Linked DNA regions of Sus scrofa: region 2 is linked to region 1. Evidence: chromatin contacts called from public Hi-C data. All regions are on one chromosome and are shown on one strand. Each heading gives the region's core, a stretch centred on a gene start, on an enhancer-like site or on the middle of the called end of the contact. The rest is flanking DNA. Distances are from core to core; before and after follow the strand shown. Region 1 holds the start of ADAMTS15 (A disintegrin and metalloproteinase with thrombospondin motifs 15). Region 2 has its middle 130 kb from the start of ADAMTS15.

Region 1 (7,142 bases), core at 3,727-6,226:
TCCTTCATCCTGATGTTGCTGAATAATCAGGATCTGAAAGAGGTGATTTTTTTTTTTTTAGAGTCGAACCCAAAGCATATGCATATTCCCAGGCTAGGGGTTGAATTGGAACTGCAGCTTCCAGCCTGTGCCACAGCCACCGCAACTCAGGATCCAAACCACATCTGTGACTTGTGCCGCAGCTTGCGGCAATGCTGGATCCTTAACCCACTGAGCGAGGCCAGGGATCAAACCTGAATCTTCATGGATACTAGTTGGGTTCTTAACCCACTGAGCCACAACGGGAACTCCAAGAGGTGAATTCTAAGCCTCCTAATGGGATCCTGTAGCTGTCTCCTTCTGGCTTCAGTGCATCACCCTTCTGGGCTGACATACTTAGAACCTGGCTCAGCCAAGTGGCCAAGCGGGACTGTCATGGAGACTCATGTAAAAGAAAAAGAAGTCCCAATTTTCATGAGTTTCCAGCCCAGCCTAGTGTGGCTGTAGCCATCTCAGGAAAAGTGTTTAACATTTAATTAGCGAAAGGCAGGGAAGTTCAAACTGAATGTTTTGCTAGAGATGGAACATACACACATGCTGAAGGAATGAGGAAAGGAGGGGAAGTCTAAGCTGTATGAGTTAAATGGAGAGGTTTCCTATAGGAGGTGAGAATTATATAGACGAGCAGAGAGGAGGCTGGGAGGGCATCGGGTAGGAGAGATGGCGTGCTGAAGTAACAGCTTTGCAGCAGAAGGAGCCAAACCAATTAATGTAGCAAGAGTGAGGTCAAGAGGAATGCGTCTATGAGATAAGCAAAGCAGTTCTCTGGGCAGCCTTGGGCAGGGAACTTTCTCTCTTTGCACCTCAGTGGCCTCAACTCTGAAATGAGGGTACTGGGCTTGGGGATGAGGTCCCTCGGCCAATTCTCCATCAGAGAGGCAGAGGGTATTCATAATAGGAGCCCCACATTAGGCATTCCAGGTTCCCCTAGGAGACAGCCATACCTCCACCTTAGAGCTGAAGTGCCTCGTCCACTGAGAGTGATCAGGCTGAGGTTAGGGTCAGGCCCATCCACTCACTCAACTCCATATTCATGGGAGCTCCTATTTGCCAAGCATGGGGCCAGGCCCCGGGAGGTAACAGTTCATGAGACAGAGGAGGTCCCACATTCTAGCTGGAGGGTGCGGGGCAGGCGGCCAATAAAGAAGTACAGATCTAGGTGAGCAAAATAGGTGTAGATGCAGGTAACTGGGGAGGAGAAGGGGAGAAAGTAAAACACAGACTCATAATCTCAACTTTGGGTTTGTTAAGTTGGGTGGCCTAGGGACGCTTCTCTGAAGGGTGGCCCTTGGGCCGAGACCAGAAGGGCAGGAAGAGGTCAGTCTGGTGGTTGAGGGCAGAAAGCCAAGCTGAGGTGTTCAGATCTGACAACTTGGGCCAGGCCTCCAATCTTTCTTTGGAGGAAGAGTTGTTGTCTATTTTCCTAAGATCTTAAGATCCTGAGGACAGGGAGAAGCAAGAGTCCTGATGCAGTGTCCTGATGTGGAAGCAGGACCACCAGGGTGACATTGGAGCCCCTGAGCAGAGCTGGGAGAGAGTTGCCCCACCAGCTTTCCTCCTTTCCCACTGGAAACACCAGAACCGTCTCAAGATGATGATGCAATCATCCTGGAGTGTCAAGTAAGCCTTGGTAGGAATAATAATAATAGCTAATAAGAATATGACCAGCAGTTCTAGGTAACATTTGAGAAAGATTTTTTTTTTTTAACCTACCAAACACTCCTGAGCACTTTTTAAAGCATTCACTTCTTTAATCCTTATAATAAGTTTAGGACATGGGTAATATTATTATGCTGATCTTAATAACGAAGAAGCTGAGGCTTGAGAAGGTGCAGTAACTTACCCAAAATTGCACATCAAGGATCAGCTGGAGTCAAGATGAAGATCTGGGTCCCCTGCGCCTGGTTCTTTTTTTTTTTTTTTTTTTTTTTTTTTCTTTTTAGGGCTGCACTGTGGCATATGGAAGTTCCCAAGCTAGGGGTCAAATTGGAGCTGCAGCTGCCAGCCCATGCCCCAGCCACAGTAACGTAGGATCTGAGCCATGTCTGTGACCTACACCACAGCTCATGGCAACACCCTATCCTTAACCCACTGAGTGAGCCCAGGGATCGAAACCACGTCCTCATGGATACTAGTCAGATTCATTTCCGCTGGGCCACAATAAGAACTCCGAGCCTAGGCTCTTAATATCATGCTCGGTTGCCTTTCACAGGCCACAGACAGTTATGCTGTATTTGACCTGGAAGTAATCTTAGATATTATCTAGCCCAGAGATTTCTGATGCAGCCTTCTGACCCAAGACCTCTGACGGAGGGTAATTCCTCTTCTTTTGGCAGATGAGAAAATGAGAGAATCAGATCAGTGATTGGAAAGGAGGGCACACTCAGAGCCCTCCCAGCTTCTACTCAAATCTTCTCTCTGCTCTACCCCAGAATTTCCCCAAGGGCCTCAGTTCCTGCTGAGGAATCCCTGGCAAAGTGACTGGACAGAGCTGCAGCTTCCCGAGGAGAGAGGTGAGTGTTAAATAAGGTGAGACACACAAAGCTCCCCGGAGCCGTACTTTGCACAGAGTAGGAGCGCGAAGGCAGGCGAGTGCCTTTGAAAAAGGTCAAGTGGCCTGCTTCTGTGCTGGGGGGTAGGAACAGTTGGGGTGATTGGGGGAGGGGAAGTGAGGCACACAGGCAGGGAGGTGCTTCTTCTCCTGGGCCTGCCATCGTGAGTGACATGCCCCAGCCCTTACCAAATGCCGCTGTGGATCCCTGTGAAAGTAAAATGTCATTAGAAACCGTGTAACTCCCCATTAAAACTGCTGGGTGTAGGAAAACAATTGCATGCCCTAAATAAGTGACTTATGATTGCCCTTGGTTGTCTGAGTTTCTCTTTAATTATAGGCCCTCTTTAAACACTCAAACACAGAAAGCCTTTGTAAACGTGAATGCTCTCTCTCACAGCCCTCCATATGCACACTTCCCCTTTCATTTAGAGCATAAACACCATTTCTTACTCATTCACATAATGAATTTCAGCCCCATGCCTCTCAGTTGAAGAGGGGCCCCAGGAGAGCCGCGGGCATCTGGGCACTCTTCCTGTTCCAAGGCCCCCGGGGGCTCTCCCAGATAGGATCCTTCATGGGGAGAGGATAATGGGCAGAATGTGCTCTCGAGATGAGATGGATCAGCCCCAGCTTTCTCTTCCCTTCAACAACAGCATTGTTGACTGGAGCAGCCACTTTCTTAAGCAAATTCCAAACTTCTTCCACTACCCCCTTCTTAGGCTTCAAATCATCCCATTCTCTCCCCTCCTGGCCCCTCCTCTTGCCAACTCAACCCAGAGCACTTTGGTTCTGCAAAGATTTTCCAGGTATCAGGAGAGACCAGGAATGCCTTTCTCCCTTTACTTGCCTTCTTCCTTGTCAGAAGAAAGAAGGTGATTTTTTTTGTCTTTTTGCCATTTCTTGGGCTGCTCCCATGGCACATGGAGATTCCCAGGCTAGAGGTCCAATCGGAGCTGTACCGCCAGCCTACGCCAGAACCATGGCAACGCGGGATCCGAGCCGCGTCTGCAGCCTACACCACAGCTCACTGCAATGCCGGATGCTTAACCCACTGAGCAAGGCCAGGGATCGAACCAGCAACCTCATGGTTCCTAGACAGATTCGCTAACCACTGAGCCACAACGGGAACTCCAAGAAGGTGATTTTTATGGAGAGCTAGGGAGGACCTCAAGGTCCAGAGCCTGGAACAGGGCTCTTCAGACCCCCTCAGATGAAATGGGAACCCTTGGCCTGATGGTCTCGTCCCACCTATGCACACCCAGCCTCCCACCCCAGTGTCCTCCATATACTTGGTCAAGGGTCAAATGAAAGAATGTCAGGGAGGAAGGATTTTTTCTGGATGATTACTTTTTTACTGTCCACAGTGCTTCGGCCCCTCCCTGGTGGGAAGACCATCTCTTTCCCCACAGCACCCCAGGCACTGATGGTCAGTGCTGGACACAGTCCCCCCCCCAAGCCCTGAGTGGCACTGTTTGCCCATGTCAGTGGTATAAACATTCCCACAGGACCTGTTCCAAGCTCCTGTCCTGCCGCCCCTGCCCTGGGAGATGGGGAAGGCCACACACTCAATCCTACCATCCACTCCCGCACCTCTGCTCTCCTTCCTGGTGCTGGCCGCTGTCCTGGAGGGCTAGTGGTTCCCAAGGTGTAAGAGCTCAGGTAATTATGCTCAAATAATTAGGAAGTGATGGAGTTTATTACTAAGCATAGGTTATAACTATACATCCATATAATTAAAAATTTTAATAATGACTGTGTTTAATAGCTGACAGGCAAAGTTCTTGAAAATTAACCATTTGCACCAGCCCATCCAGCACACCCTTGCCCCCAGGGCGGACTGTGGGTCTGGGCAGCCGTACCTTCCAGAAGGTCTCTCCATGTGCCCAGCAATGTGCCCTTCTGGCAGCAGGAGCACATTTACAGGGAGTCCTTGGTTCTGGGACTTTTAGGGGACACTGCGATGAGGAAAGAGCAGGGATATTGTAATAGAAGGGATAAGGGGGTTCAATGGCAGTCTTCATTTCCAACTTCTGAGCCCTACTGCCTTGAGCTAAAGGCTGAGGCCCAGGGAGCGGCCAGATGTGGGTCCCGGCTGATGTGTGGGGCATGGGGCGGAGGGGAGGTGCGGAGGAGGCATAGCTTGAAAGCACAACGTGAATCCAGACTCCAGAGCTAGTTTCTCCGGCCAGCCCACGCCTCCCGCCTCAGTTCAACGCCACTCCCTCCCCGCCAAGTGGCTCTCAGCTCTGGAGGCGGGACCGAGTTCTTCGGTGGCCCCAGGAGGCTGCAAGCTTTGGGAGGCTGGGAGGGGAGAGAGGGAGGGCGCTGACTGGGCAGTCCAAAGAGGAGGGGGCCTTTAATAGGCTCGCCGCGCCTGGTTTGCGGCGCTGCGAGTGGCTGCGGTTCGGAGAAGCGGCCCGGCACCTCCCTCTAGTTCTCGGCTGCAAATCTTCGTCTTTGCACTTGACAGCGATTGTACTTAAGCTCCCAGGGCGCGCTTTGCCTGGAAAGGCACAGGTAGGCGGCGCGGGCAGCCCGGTGCGCGCTCACTGCCCTGGGAGGATCCTCCCTCCCTGGGCTCTCCTTTCTGGGAGCTGCGGGCGGCCCCGGGAGTCGGTGGTTCTGGCGTGCGGGCTTCAGGAAGACGGTGCCGGCTGCCGGGGAGCCGAGTCGAGCCCTTCCGAGAGCGCGGCTCTGCGCTGCCCGGCGCCATGCTTCTGCTGGGCATCTTAACGCTGGCTCTCGCCGGGGCACCGGCTGGCGGCTCAGAGCCAGAGCGGGAGGTGGTGGTCCCCATCCGACTGGACCCGGATATCAACGGCCGCCGCTATTACCGGCGGGGTCCCGAGGACTCAGAGGATCAGGGACTCATTTTTCAGATCACAGCATTTCAGGAGGATTTCTACCTACACCTGACGCCAGATGCTCAGTTCCTGGCACCCGCTTTCGCCACAGAGCATCTGGGCGTCCCCCTCCAGGGACTCATCGAGAGCTCCCCGGACTTGCGACGTTGTTTCTACTCTGGAGACGTGAACGCGGAGCCAGACTCTTTTGCTGCTGTGAGCCTGTGCGGGGGGATACGCGGAGCCTTCGGATACCGAGGCGCTGAGTATGTCATTAGCCCGTTGCCCAATGCCAGCGCGCCGACGGCGCAGCGCAACAGTCAGGGCGCACACCTCCTCCAGCGCCGGGCCGCCCCCGGCGGGCCTCCTGGAGATCCTACCTCTCGCTGTGGGGTGGCCTCAGGCTGGAACCCCGCCATTCTGCGGGCCCTGGACGCTTACAAGCCTCCGCGGATAGGCTTAGGGGAAGATCGCAGCCGGCGCAGGTCCGGGCGCGCCAAGCGCTTCGTGTCTATCCCGCGATACGTGGAGACGCTGGTGGTGGCAGACGAGTCCATGGTCAAGTTCCACGGCGCGGACTTGGAGCATTATCTGCTGACGCTGTTGGCCACGGCGGCGCGACTCTACCGCCATCCCAGCATCCTCAACCCCATCAACATCGTCGTGGTCAAGGTGCTGCTTCTTGGAGACCGCGACACAGGGCCCAAGGTCACGGGCAACGCGGCCTTGACGCTGCGCAACTTCTGCGCGTGGCAGAAGAAGCTGAACAAAGTGAGTGACAAGCATCCTGAGTACTGGGACACCGCCATCCTCTTCACCAGGCAGGTGAGTTGATCTGTCACCTCTTTGGACCCAGATAGCCCCCATTCTATTGGGGTCACCGCCCTTAGCTCTCCAAATGCCCTTTGTGCCGCGCAATGTTTAAATTTCGTTGATCTCTTCCGACTGCCACTTTGGATCTTCCGGATGCACGTGGGCGGGCAGAGGAACGCCTGCTCCTTCGGAAGGTGTTGGCCCGGCCCGGCCAATGAACGCCTCCAGGATCAGGCGCGGAGGGGCAGGAACCCAGGAAGTTGCCGCCCCGGAGCCGCAGTTTGTCTCCAAGACAAATAGGAGGCGCTCTGAGGATGGTGTTGGAGAGGTCCGCCCCTACTGCGAGGGGCGTCTAAGTCTTTTCGGATACCTTCTTCGGAGGCTTCCTTTTTCTGCTTATGAAACTGGAAGTTCAGTGCCTGCTTCTTTTCTCATGAGTAACAGTTGTTATCCTGGCCCTGTCCTGTGCTGGGAAACCCGAATTGGGATAGTGGGACTCATCTGGGATTTTTCGTGGGTTGCAGTGAAAGGACACACTCAGTACAGGGAGCATCCCCTTCTTCCTTGACGCTTCTCCTACACCCCTCTGTGCTGGGCTTGTCTCCTCTTTGAGGGGCTTCTGGTCCATTCAGAGCAGGCACGCTATGTTAGTGTACCTGTTTGAAGCTTGGAGTTTCAAGTAGAGCTTCCCTTGGAGTTGAGTTGAAAACATCTCTTTCAATCTTCCCATATCCCTGTTGGCCGAGGGTGATGTATACTACCTGGTGGCAGAGCAGGCAGGGCTGCTCCCGACTTAGACTTGCTGAAACCTCCTGTGACTGCACTTGACCGCAGGCCTCCAGATTCTGCCCCTGGCGGCATGGAAGTGGAGTGAGTTCAGGGGAGAGCATCTG
Region 2 (6,923 bases), core at 743-3,242, 120 kb after region 1:
GGAAGGAATGGCAGGAGCTGCAGGTGGCCTAGGCTCTGGACCATGACCCCTGGGCATGAGGGTTGCCATGCAGCCGCAGAGTCTTTGCAGAATTGGTGAAGAGCATGGCCATTTTTCAGTCTTCCTCTGGTAGTGTGCTGGCCAGGCCTGAGGTTGGGGTTGGTCCCAGGGTCTTACTTGTTTTGGTGAAGCCCTATGCTGTGATGGAGGCCTGCAGGGCCGCCTTCCTTTGCCGGGAGTTGGTGGGAAGCACCGATGTAATAATCCTGATTTATATCTCTAGCCAAGCCCTGAGCACAGCTCCAGTCCCTGACAAAAGTAATTCTCCCTTGGACAGAAACGGGTGGGAAATGGGCCAGTTTGCATCCATACTGTACATTCTTCTCCTTGACAGGACAGGGCTCTGTGAGTATTTCACCTTCATAATCTTGGCCACAGTCAGGGGTTTGCAGAGCTGTCTAAATCCAGTTTATCAGCAGGAAGAAATGCCCTCAGACTTAAGAAGTGGGAAGTAGGACTTGGCTCTGTTGGGCTGGTGATTTATGGAGGAGCAGAGGACTGGGAATGGATGGGGTCGGGGGGCGGCGGGGGGGAAACAAGGTCTGTGGGGCTCCTCTCACAACCTGTAAAAGCAGCAGCGTGTACTGTAACGAGATCGTGTTCCAAGATACATTTCCTTCTGCAAAGGATATGGCGTCTGGCATCTGTCACGTGGTAGGGACAGAGAAACTCTGTAGGGACTCAGCTGTCTTTGGGGTGTTTGGGAGGTGTGGGGTGGATCCCACTTGGGCCAGGGCTGCATCTAAAGGAGCTGTGGACTTGAGGTTTTGCATCTTGTCCCTTGGCTACCCCTCGGACCTGTGTGCCTGGATTCCCCCCACCTATGGGGCATTGTCCTTCTGTACTCCTGCAGCTTCTGAAAGGCCATTTTCTCCATAAATCATCTCAGACTGCTGTCCCTGTAGAGTGGCCTCTTTTCCACAAGGACCGCTTTAAGACATTATGTGGGCCTGTCAAATCAATGGTGTTCCTGCTTGTACATTTTGCCTTGCATCCTGTCTCTGTGACATCTGCTAGGGCACCCTCAACTTTGCAGGTAGCATCTCAAAGAATAACCAGTGTGGTTGAGGCCATGGGAGCTGGAGTCAGATTGCCTGGGCTGGCATCTCTGCTACTTAATAGTTGTGTGATTTCAATGACTTTTCCCCCATGCGTCAGTTTTCTCATCTGTAATGTGGTGGCAATAATTGTGCAATTAAACTCATTACTGGGAGAATTAAATGGAACTATGAACTTAGTATCTAGTATGTGGTTATTCATTACACAGTCTCATCAGAATGGTGATGGTGAGGATGGTGGTGGTGGAGAGGATGGTGGTGGTGGAGAGGATGATGATTTGGAGGGTGGTGAGGGTGATGGTGATGGTGATAATGTTGATAAGTCAAGCATGGCTTTATAATTACTAAAAAGTGCTATGAACGAATGACTTTTTTAAACTGCAAACCTTTTGGCAGGTTCTGTAACTAGGCTGTCTTTTGCTTTTTTTTTGTAGTTTTTCAGTAATCAGCACCAGAGCCTCCTCTTAGCTCTTCCCTGGGCATAGCGCAGTGAAGAGAGCATGAGCTTTGGAGTGGTACGAACCTGGAACTGAATGTGATCACGGCTAGATGTAATCCTTCTGAGCCTCAGTTTCCTCACATATGAAATGGAGCCATGATGGTCCCTTCACCCGATTATTGAGATGACAGATGTTGTTTGAGGTAACAGCCCACTGACTCTAGCGGAGACTCAGTGAGCATCCACGTGCTAGCTTCCTTCCCCCTCCCTCTGTCTTTCCCAAATCCTCTTTCTCTCTCAAGATCTGTTTGGGACCTAGCTTCTCCATAAATTATCCCCCAGATAAGTGGACTAAATCCCTGTCCTTACATGTTTACAGCCTCAGGTCTCTGAGTTGGAGATGCCAGGGCACTCTGACCAGCCAGGCTGGAATGCCATTGCTTGGGGTTTTGTAATCCTGAGGCTGATTTTCTTCAACTCAGAGAATTTGCCCAGAAGATGTAGATGTTATTTGCCTCTCAGACAGAAAAAAGACTCATAGAAGGTGGTTTTCTGTATCACCCACATTTGTGGCTCTGGGTCCTTGCACCAAGCCTGACAAACAGTGGACCCAAGTGATCGCTGAGTGAAGGGGGGAACTCAGAATGCCCCAGAGGGACAGGGGGCTCTTTACAGTTCATAGGGGACTCCCTCACAGCTCTGAGGGAGGCTGTCACCCAGCTCCAGCTCCATGGTTATGTCAGATGGGCTCAGGCCTCCAGAGTGTAGCTCTGTAAACAAGGGGGGGAAACCACAAGCTTTCTGATTAGCCTGTTCTGTTTGGATTGGCAGCACATTTCTAGCTGGAATTAGAGCCTCAGAAGTGAATGTCAGAATCATTCCATATGAGAGGAAGGCTTGCTGGCTCTGCCTCCAGCTTTGATGTGGAGCACATGGGCCTGGGGGTGTGACCTCCAGACAGGAGGGGAGAAGGGACCAGGGGAACTGCTTGCCTTTGGAACTTCCCAGGTCCTTCTCAGGTCATTCCCATTGGCTGGCCATTCTAACTTGCCCAGTGTGGCAGGAGTCAGGCATAGCATATTCTAACCTGGGCTTTGTTACTAGCTAGCTGTGTGACCTTAGACAAGTCACTTTACTTCCCTGGGCTGTAAAGTAAAGTGACAGCTAGTTTAGATGATCCCTTCTCATCATTCCGTGACATTTTCTGTTTTCTTACAGCTTTTGTTACCTCCTGGCAAGGGATCACGGACATTTCTTGTGTGCGTTGAAATGTCAGGAGATATTAAGAAATGGAGACATGGAGTTCCCATTGTGGCACAGTGAAAATGACTCCCGTAAGTATCCTCGAGGATGCGGGTTCGATCCCTGGTCTCACTCAGTGGGTCGGGGATCAGTGTTGCCATGAGCTGTTGTATAGGTTGCAAACTCAGCTCAGATCTTGTGTTGCTGTGGCCTAGACCACCAGCTGCAGCTCCGATTTGACCCCTAGCCTGGGAACTTCCATATGCCACAGGTGCAGCCCTAAAAAGCAAAAAAAGAAAGAAGGAAACGTAGACATGAACTGGCACTCAAGGCTTCTTTCCTGATTCTTGGCGCTGTAACTACTGCCTCCTCTGCTTTTGCCTGTCCTCTACCCTCTCCCAAAGATGACCTTCGTGGTGGTGACCCCAAGTGTGGAGGAAGCCCAGACATCCCTTCACCTGTAAGCCCTGGTTTTCTCCTCTGCGTGGAGATGCCGATGTCATCTCCCTCCCTTGCAGGCAATGAGGATTGAGCAGAGTCAGTGTGGGCTGTGCCTTGGAAAGCATCAAACGGCTCATAAACGTGAGGAGTTGTGATTATGGCACAGAGCTGGCCCTGCTGGGAAAAATGGGATGAATGGTGCTCTATCAGGTGACCCCTTTCCTCCCTGAAGATGCTTCAGGGCAAAGGATGCTTCTACTGCTGTTGGTCACTGGTCTGCCCTCTTTGCTGTTCCCTGTCTCTTCGAAGCAGAAACGCTGCCATCTGACTCTTTATTTCTTTGCACATTTTCCCACTAGAGCAGCAAAAGCGTTTTCCGTGTGATTTGGCTTATCCCGCTGGCCATGTGTGGCAGCATATCCATCTCTTAGAGGAGGAGTCTTTTCTCTCAGTCCCTGGAGCAGAGCAGTCCAGGATGTTGTGCGGGGAGCAGATGCCAGAGACTAGGGTCAGGATGGTGCTCTCTTTCCTGACCTGGGGAGAGTTGGAGGTCCTGAGAAAGGGGCACCGTTCCTGGGTTTTGTTTTCACTACATAGTAGTTGAGAGTCTGAAGGGAACATGGTCCAGCCTCCCTCTTGGACCTGAGAGTGAGGGTCTTGCCAGAAGTCATTGACCGGGCTGGTTAAAAGGTGCAGGTAGAGTTCCCATCGTGGCTTAGTGGTAACAAACCCAACTAGGATCCATGAAGACATGTGTTCAATCCCCAGCCTTGCCCAGTGGCTTAAGGATCTGGTGTTGCCGTGAGTTGTAGTGTAGGTGGCAGATGTGGCTTGGATCCCGCATGGCTGTGGCTGTGGTGCAGGCCAGCAGCTACAGCTCTAGTTCGACCCCTAGCCTGGGATCTTCCATATGCTATGGGTGTGGCTCTAAAAAGACAGAAAAAAAAAAAAAAAGGAGGCACGGGGACAGGAACTTAGCCTCTGGTCCATTTCTAATGCTCTTCCAAGGGTGCCGCGTGCATTCTTTTCTTTTTTCACTCACTCCCCATCCTTCCTCATTCCTCCCCTCACCTTTGTCCTTTTGCTTCCTTCTCTGGAGCCCATTTGCTGTAACTCTCTGAATGGAAATGTTTTCTGAGTTTCTGGGGCAGGCAGGCTGCTTGGTAGGGTTGGGTGACCTCACGGCCACTGGGGTGTATTCGAAGGCCGTCAGGTCACATGGGGGTACCCAGGGCACCCGCTTGCTGCATCAGCGTCTTCCCAGAAATGATAGAGATGAGGCAGCCAGGGATCCCACCCACAAGCCCCGGGGCTCAGGGGTCAGACACCACCTGTGAGCTGGGTTCTGTGGTGGCAGGTGCCCACCATCCCCCTCCCCTCCCTCGCTGACCTGGGAGGAGGGCTGGTGTGTGCTGAACACCCACAACCCAAGGGTGGGCCAAGCTCTCCCTCCCTGTACCTTCCCTACCCCTGCCATCTTACCACCCTTAGGGGCAGTCCATCTCCTTGGTAGCTGTGCCCAGCATCACCCAGATAGCTCTGGCCCAAGTTCAAGTGCCCATTTCAGCCCAGTACTGCCTTGGCTTGTGAGCGGGACTCACCATGGGTAGATTTCACCTTCTGGCAACAGCTGACTCTATTTATTCAGATGAGAACAATTTTCTCCCCCTTGCACTTTCAACAAGTTCGACCTCAAGCACCCCCCTCCCTGGCCCCCGCTCTGCTGCCAAGAACAATAAAAGACAGAAAGAGAAGGTGCAGGGCAGGGAGACCATCTGCTCTAATTGAGCTGTCAGCTGAGCCCTGGAGTTCCTGGCTCTGGGGTGTCTCATGGCCCAAATGGGCCAGTTTGCTGCTAATGGGAAAGGGAGCTGTTTTATTTCCTAATCATTCTTAGAGATAACTGCTCAGTGCATGTGGGAGAGGCCTCTGCAGAAGAAACTGACCAGCCGCCCCATTGCCGTTCTTCCTCCCGGGCTGGGCTGGAGCTGGCTTCGTAGGAAACCCATCACTTGGGGTGGGGCAGGGGCCAAGGAAGCCTCAGATGGCCTTAGCGCTGTGTCTCTGACACGTGGTGTGCCTGACCAACTAGTCAGGACCCCATGTCCAGGATGCCCTGAGTCTAGCCCAGAGCCCTCACTTGCTCCCAGATCCCTGTGGTTCTGTTAGGTTTTTGTTCTCAGTCAGTGACTGCCCTTGTTGGGGGGAGGTATTGGCTCCTGTCCTTCTCCAAGAATTCAGGGCTGGAGTGTCACCTTTCCATGGCCTAGAGTTTCATGTGAAAAAACAAGCATGTGTTGGGTGACATTCTGATTGGACCCGGCCGCTCTTTGGTGTTGAGGCCACCTCGAGTGCAAGGCGGGAAAGCTGGGTGCAGTTCATCCTGGGACGTGATGGCTCGGGGTCTGATTACGCTTGGGAGGCAGATAGGAAGAGCGGTGGGCAGGTTCCTTCACGTAGGGAGGCAACAAGAAAGTCTCCATCGCTATCATTTGAAAAGGCTTTCTTCTTCCCAGCTTGGTATTCAAGGCCCTCAGCCGCCACCGTGCTTGCCTTTCCAACCTCATTCTCCTCATCCTGTCCCCAGCCCTCATCCAGCATCACCGTTCCGTGAACATCCCTGGGACTTGTGACACCTTTGCTCTCACTGTCCCTTCTGCTCCACCGTGCTTTGCTCACGTCCGAACCACACCTATCAGCTGAGACCTTGACTGTACCCTATTTCACCTCTGATTCCTTTGAGTCTCTCTGAGGCGTTTCCTGTTTCCTCTGGACCTTTTTAGCCCTCCCTTATAGCACCGAGAATAGCTGTCGGTTGCTCACAAATGGTCCTGTATCTTTCATTGGATTGAGCTCCCTGAGAGAGAGATTTCCTGTTTCTTCATGGTTGTGTCCGGGGCTAGCAGGTCAGTCACCCTGAAGCGTGTACTACATACGTTTGCACAGAGCACAGAGCACGTTTACATAGAGTGCCAGGAAGATGGGGCAGCTCTTGTCTTAAGCAGGAGAGCGTGGGCCAGTGGGGGGTGGGGTGGGGAGTGGAAAAAAGATATTAAAAGGCTCCAGGGCTCCAAATGAGGAGCAGAAACATTGAATTTCAGTGCTGGAAGAGGTGTGAAAGATAATTGAGACCGATTTCTCATAGATGAGGCTCCTAGTGGAGTCAGTCATATACGCAGTTAAGGGCCCAGTGAGCCCTGCTCATTCTGGTTGTTGGAGAGACTTTCTGCCACTGCTCCTGGGGTTTCCAGTGATAGTTCTGGATTCCCCCATGTTGCCTTGTCAGTCTCACCTGCCATGTTCTAGTTCAAAAATCCTGGGGAGCCTGCTCTAGAATGCTGTATGCTAAATCCTGGAGGGGAACCAACTTAAATTCAAAACGCCACTTTCCATGGAACTCCAGGTCCTTAGGCACCCTTCTGTCAGCAGCTGGATTCCCAGTTCTGCCTCCGGGGGCATGACCTCACAATGGGTTTTAGATTGTAGTTTAAAGTGTGGGGGGGTGGGAAAGCGGGGAATTGAAATTAAAAATAAATGAGAATAGCATACAGAAACATGGGAAGGGCAGATCTGGAAGCTGGGACCCTGGGCTCTAAAAGAATAAAGATGCTCTGCCCGTGAGAAAATCATCTGCAGGCTTCCAGCGAGCCTCTTGCAGGAAGAAGGACAAGAAAAGGAGAAGG

What was found. A called contact is a pair of places that touch in the nucleus more often than the background predicts.
Region 2: a contact with region 1 is called in a Hi-C map of embryonic fibroblasts, with 2.4 times the contacts expected there. The contact joins the enhancer-like site here to the promoter of ADAMTS15 in region 1. A contact is called at or near these places in 4 of 47 Hi-C or Micro-C datasets (embryonic fibroblasts, fibroblasts, heart right ventricle and 1 more) and 1 of 2 datasets of contacts at active chromatin or transcription factors (skeletal muscle).

Annotation. Positions count from the first base shown.
Region 1 is chr9:57,122,551-57,129,692 of Sscrofa11.1, forward strand. ADAMTS15 (A disintegrin and metalloproteinase with thrombospondin motifs 15) reads left to right here and starts at 4,977. Exons shown (of 8, transcript XM_003130081.4): 1 at 4,977-6,261. The coding sequence starts at 5,305.
Region 2 is chr9:57,249,444-57,256,366 of Sscrofa11.1, forward strand. No RefSeq gene overlaps it. Among named protein-coding and RNA genes, the nearest start is that of ADAMTS15, 130 kb to the left of the region's middle. Within about 2 kb of position 1,993, at least 8 of the 83 cell types and tissues checked have an H3K27ac peak or open chromatin away from gene starts, as enhancers often do. A contact at or near this core is called in embryonic fibroblasts, where this site is marked.